2 separate regions of the Mus musculus genome follow, and region 2 is linked to region 1. A link is a contact called in public HiChIP or PLAC-seq data. All regions are on one chromosome and are shown on one strand. The core of a region is the stretch at or near the end of the contact, and the rest is flanking DNA. Distances in the headings are between cores, read along the strand shown. Region 1 overlaps Rps6ka1 (ribosomal protein S6 kinase polypeptide 1). Region 2 holds the start of Lin28a (lin-28 homolog A (C. elegans)).

Evidence for each region. HiChIP or PLAC-seq counts read pairs in DNA pulled down with a chosen protein or histone mark.
Region 2: an H3K27ac HiChIP or PLAC-seq map of embryonic stem cells shows a contact between it and region 1, with 6 read pairs. The contact joins the promoter of Lin28a here to the enhancer-like site in region 1. A contact is called at or near these places in 1 of 39 promoter capture datasets (macrophages), 4 of 115 datasets of contacts at active chromatin or transcription factors (effector CD8 T cells, embryonic stem cells and pancreatic cancer cells) and 2 of 9 other capture datasets (adipose tissue and pancreatic islet).

Annotation. Positions count from the first base shown.
Region 1 is chr4:133,863,774-133,866,473 of GRCm38.p6, forward strand. It overlaps Rps6ka1 (ribosomal protein S6 kinase polypeptide 1), which reads right to left. Exons shown (of 22, transcript NM_009097.5): 8 at 2,589-2,626; 9 at 1,990-2,132; 10 at 1,588-1,658; 11 at 1,252-1,340; 12 at 233-297. Among named protein-coding and RNA genes, the nearest start is that of Gm12977, 6.8 kb to the right of the region's middle. Within about 2 kb of position 1,293, at least 72 of the 459 cell types and tissues checked have an H3K27ac peak or open chromatin away from gene starts, as enhancers often do. A contact at or near this core is called in embryonic stem cells, where this site is marked.
Region 2 is chr4:134,017,484-134,020,183 of GRCm38.p6, forward strand. It overlaps Lin28a (lin-28 homolog A (C. elegans)), which reads right to left and starts at 1,333. Exons shown (of 4, transcript NM_145833.1): 1 at 1,228-1,333; 2 at 570-766. The coding sequence starts at 1,258.

The DNA.
Region 1 (2,700 bases), core at 43-2,542:
GGTCACCATGGTGACCCCACAGCCTGCTAGCAGCCCCGACAGGAAGAGTAGAAGCTATGCTGCTCAGTGGATAACAGCAAGGGAGAGCAGCCTTCAAGGGCGTGAAGTCACCCCTCCAAGGGCATGTTAAGGGCTGCTCACCTTCTACCTCCCACAGCTGAGGCCACGGTTGGCAGGGGCCCCTCCCCCACCCTTCCTGCGTCCATCACAGGGCACAGGCACGGGCACTCACATTCCAGTCAATGGTGGAGTAGAAGATATGTCTCTTAATTTCCTCTGCCCCATCAGGGCCCGAGCCTGAAAGAAGCCAAATGAAGCCAACCTCAGACACCCATTCTGTCTTCCAGGCTCTGGACCAGCTGCTACCGTGGAGGGCAGCAGGGGTTCACCATGTCCTGCGTCAGTACCCACTACCCTGAAGCCTGGAGCCCGCTCAGTATTTCCTATGTTACGGAGCTTCTGCTGGTGTACTGAGGAAGGAGGGGCCAGGCAGGACGGGAAGCCTGTCCAAGCATTAATCCTGACAGAAGCTGGACTGACTTCTTTTGAGATCTAACAAGGGCCTTCATCCACTCCCGCCACAGGCCCCCCTCCTCTCTGCCCTTCTTTTCCTACTGCCTCTCGTCTTTATCCCTGAGACAAACGCTCATTCGATTCAACCCAGGGACCTGGACTGGACCTTAGCTGGTTGTGATCCAGATAAAGCCAGCATCCAAAAACCTCGGCAAATACTGTATACTTCACTGAACAACAGGAATGTCCTTCTCTCATCAAAGATCCCCGGGAGCCAGGGCAGAATCAGTGTCTCCACTGACACAGGAACCTGGGGCTCGGAAAGGTGGGGTCCCCTGCCATAGCGCAGGCTCATAAACCGTATTCAATCCCTCAGCAAATGTTTACAGTACTGCTGGGTGCCGGGCAGCGGGGACAGACACAGCTAGGCCTGAGACCTTTCTCGCTCCTAAGCTCCTGCGCCTTCCCTTGAGCCAGCAACCTTGGCAGAGAAGCTGTGTGGGGGCCTGTGTCCTTGTCCCTGAGGGGGTATGAATGACTCAGTTCCTGCCTTCCCCCCACACAGGTCACCCTCCCAGCACCATACATGGAACCAGAAAATAGGGTGGCCAGCAGCATTGTCTGCTCACACAAAGGACAACAGCTCCTTTCAGTCCTAGATGTGGCCCCGTGGCCTAGGCTGCAGCTGTACCCTGATCCTCACCGCCATGTCCCCTCCTCTGAGCTGGGGTTGCTTACCAAGCCGATTGGCAGGATTCCTCTTGAACAGGGCCCGCAGGAGGCTCTGGGCTTCCGTGCTCAGAAACTGGGGCATGCCTAGCTTCGCCCTGGAACAGCCACAGGTCTCATCAGGGCTGAGCCCCACCCAGGAGTCCCAGAGCCCCTTCCCTTTCTCTTTTCCAGCTCAGTCCAGAGAAGCCAGCCACTAACTCACCTCCCAGAGACATTAAGAACACTTCCCACTGGCCCTGGCAGACAGCAAGGGTCTGCAGACAGGGAAAAAGCAATTCACTGGCCCTGCAACTGGGGTGGGATTAGGGAGAACTTGGAGGGCCAGGCAGTGTTGGTGCTTACTTCAAAATCAAGGTCATGGTCTCCTTCCGGTCCTTCCCCTGGAAGGGCAGGGAGCCCGTCAGCATCTCAAACTTCGGGGGGAAAAGGAAACATATAGGTGTGGCCTTGTTCTCTGTCTCCCACACATCCCTCCCCCTCCTTCCCGGGCTACCCTGCTGCAGTCCGGGGATTCTTGCTGGCCTGTTAAGACTTTACAGTCTAAGTCTAGCTGCAGCAAGGCCTGTGCCTGCCTCTGCCCCCCTCCCAACCTAGAACCCAGGAGCAGCACTAAAGCCAGAGGAAGGAAGCAGAGGAGAGTTCCCAAGTTAGGTGAGGGGTGGTACTTCAGGCAGGTGGACTAAAGCCCGCGGCTCTTCGAGGGAAACAAAGTACAACAGTGTGCAGCAGAGCCCGGACACTCACCATCAGCACCCCATAGGACCACCAGTCTGCACTGTGGGTGTGACCCTGGCGGTTGACAACCTCGGGCGCCATGTACTCCACTGTCCCGCAGAAGGAGTAAGCCTTCTTCTCATGGTCTATGGCCTCCTTGCTCAGGCCAAAGTCTGCAGCATGGAGGGCAGAGAAGTCACTTCTAGGATCCCTGCCACGCCCACGGCTACCACACTTAGCTCCTCTGACCGGAGCCAGGTATCACCAAGGTTGTCAGTGAGAGCTCAGTCTGCTCTGAGACCTAGGGAGCCTCGAGAGATGGCTCAGCAGTTAAGAATATTGGCTGTTCTTCCAGACAACCCAGGTTCCATTCCCAGCTCCCACACGATGGTTAACAACCAGGTGCAGGCAACTCTAGCCTCTTTGGGCAACACATGCATGAGGTACAGATACAAATATAGGCAAAACTCCCATACACACACAAAAAATAACTAAGTAACAAGGCCTAGGTTTTTGGCATGTATGTAACTGGCATCGTCTCCCAGGAAACACAGCCATCAGCTGAGACCTATCAGACAGAGCCTGGTTATCCTCCCCAGAGCCCAAAGGAGCAGGTGCCCTTCACTCACCAGTGAGTTTGATGTGGCCCTCCTCATCCAAAAGGATACTGTAACAGAGAGACAGGAGTCAGGAATCCTTAGCTGCAGGCACTGTGCAGGTTCTAGCAGTAACCTTGGGGTG
Region 2 (2,700 bases), core at 83-2,582, 150 kb after region 1:
ACCTGCCAAACCTACACTGGCTACAGGACCTGGCTTTGGGTGGCCACCTGACTTGAGGTCTGCATTGAAACGGGAAGAACCTGACGTCGCAGGTTCACGCCCGTAGGTTGGGTAGCAAATGGCTCACACTCTCTCCTCCCTATGAATTAGACTCAGACCTTTAGAACTCAGGGCGCTAACGCCCGGCTCAGGCCCTGCATGTGCTTCCCTGGTCGGCCTGCTGGCCCTCCCCCACCGGCAAGCACAATACAACCTTAGTTTCTGCCACATGGGGTCACCTCCCTGCCCCCTGCTCCCTTCCCAGGGGAAAGAGGTAATAGACACGTGGTAAGCCGGAGGGGTTCCCGGAAGGGGGCGGGGAGGGGGTGCTGGTAGTCAGCAGTGCCTCCTCGCACAACTGCAGTTACTACAAACTCAAAACTGGGGTGTCCCGAAAAATATGGGGACGCACAATGAGGGGTATTTATCTCCTCCAATCCGACAGGAGGGGCCACCAGCCAAGGCCGTACCTCGGAACTCCCAGCCTTTTTCTTTTTTTTCCCCTAGCAAAGTTCCAGAATGAGTCTCACCTGGTGCACAAAGACGTCCACCGGGGGGTCGAGCGCGACCCCAGCGCGGGCGGTCATAGACAGGAAGCCGAACCCCATGCGCACGTTGAACCACTTACAGATGCCGGCCCCGTGCAGCAGCTGCGGCTCGTCTGCCGCTCGGGCCGCGTCAGGCGGCGCCTCCTCTGGCGCCTTCTCCGCTGCCTTGGCGCAGCCACCTGGAGATAGGGAGGGCCAGGTGATCAGCTGGGGGCCAAGGGATCGCAGGCCCTCTCAGGGACCCGTCTGGGAGATCTCGGTGGTCAGCCCGCGGATAGACACCCAGGAGGAGGCAGCTACCAAGCAGCTGGTAAGAAGAAACCTGTCCTGGCTGCCTCCCCAAGCTTACACAGAGGATGCTGACGCCCCAAAAGTTTTGCTTGTCTTCCCACAACAAGTTGCCCGTGCACACGCGGAGGGACAGGCCCCTCCTCTTCTCTCCCTCCGCCCCCACGGGCTCGGTGTACAAGCCACTGGAACACCAGGGTTCCCTAGTCCAGAGATGGCCCCCAGAAGCAGGAGGCCATAGGGACTTGGGGGTCCCGCGGACAAGTCCGTGGGACACTTTCCCACCTCCCTTCTATTTAGACATTGGGCTCCCTGCACCCTAAGGTGTGCCCGCTGAATCGCAAGCTCGAACCTGCAAACTGCTGGTTGGACACCGAGCCCATGGTCGTCTGCTGAGCCCGTGGCCCCGGGCCCCAGGTCGGGCGGCTGCTGGCCCCAGAGAAGTCCGGAGGCAAAGGGGTGGTTCGGAGAAGAGGCTGCTACATCTTCCCCCGCACAATAGCGGTGGGAGGGCCCACGGCTTTTCAAAGGCTCCCAAATTCTAAAAGACAATGACCCAACCCCCCGCGGGCAGCCCCCTCCCCTCCCCTCTCTCCTTACCCCTCCCTTTCCCTCTGGCTCTGGCTTCGGCCCTCCCCCACTGCTCTGGTCTCTGACACCTCTGGGGTGTCCCTTCCCAGAACCTTGAGATTTGACACCCCCTCCACATACACACATCTGGAGATGGGGATCTTTTGCACTGGAAGTCTTCAGTACCCCAGAATTTGGGATCCTGCACTTTGAGGACTCAATGCGGGCATCCAAAGCGGACACAGGTGGGGGGGAACGGGGGGGGGGTAGTTTTATAACCACGTGACCACACACACACACACACACACACACACACACACACACACACACACACACACACACCACCCCCACCCCCCGGGCAGATAATTATACATTCCAGAGAGTTGGGGGAGGGAGGTGTGAGCCTGGTGGCGCTGTCCAATCAGAAACACAAACCACCTGTCAAGGGAGAAATGGATGAGCCCTCCCCCTCCCCCAGCCCCTCAGCGCCCCTCCCCCTCTTTCCCCTCAGGCCTCAGAGCTGACCCGGCTGCTTGGCGCTGACCTGCTCTCACCCCCCACCTCCGTGTGCTTAGATAGACCTGGAGTTCTGGACATTAGGAAGCCGGGATAGGGGTGCAAGGAAGCGGCTGGAGACCCCACCGAGCTGATCTGTCTTAACCTAGGTGCTGCCTCTCAAACTCGGCCTGTCTCTGGGTGCTACTGGATGCCTCAATCTCCAAATTTCAACAACAGTTTCTCTGGGTTTGTCCCAGTGAGAAACAAGCTCCTAGTTGATTCTGTGCAAAGAGTCCTTCGCTCCCTCCTAAGCCTACACCTAAAGTTGCTTCCAGGTACAGCTCCCTGAGAGAGCATGTGGAAACCTCGAAGAATGCCCTCTGTGGTAGCTGTGTTCTCATCGGGCCCCTGCCTGCCGCGTCCCGTCCTGTCCCATCCGTTGGTGGAAGAGAATAGATTGGTGGGTGGAGGCACTTCCTCCAAGACCCGGGACACTCTAATTCCCAGACCCTCCTGTTCTCAGTCACCATCCTAAATTGAGCTACCCTTCGGGTAGTATGACTGGTGAAAAGACTGGATAGAGAGAGGCTTCTCATTTAAAGAGGTAAACTCCCTACTAGAAGATAAAGAGGGTGGACCAGAGGGGTGGCCACTGCCCTGGTCAGAGATGGACAATGGCCCGGGGCTCAGTGCACGGCCCTGGCCCTGCCCCTTCACTTCCGGTGCTCAGTTCAAACTGGACAATGCCAGCTCCGGT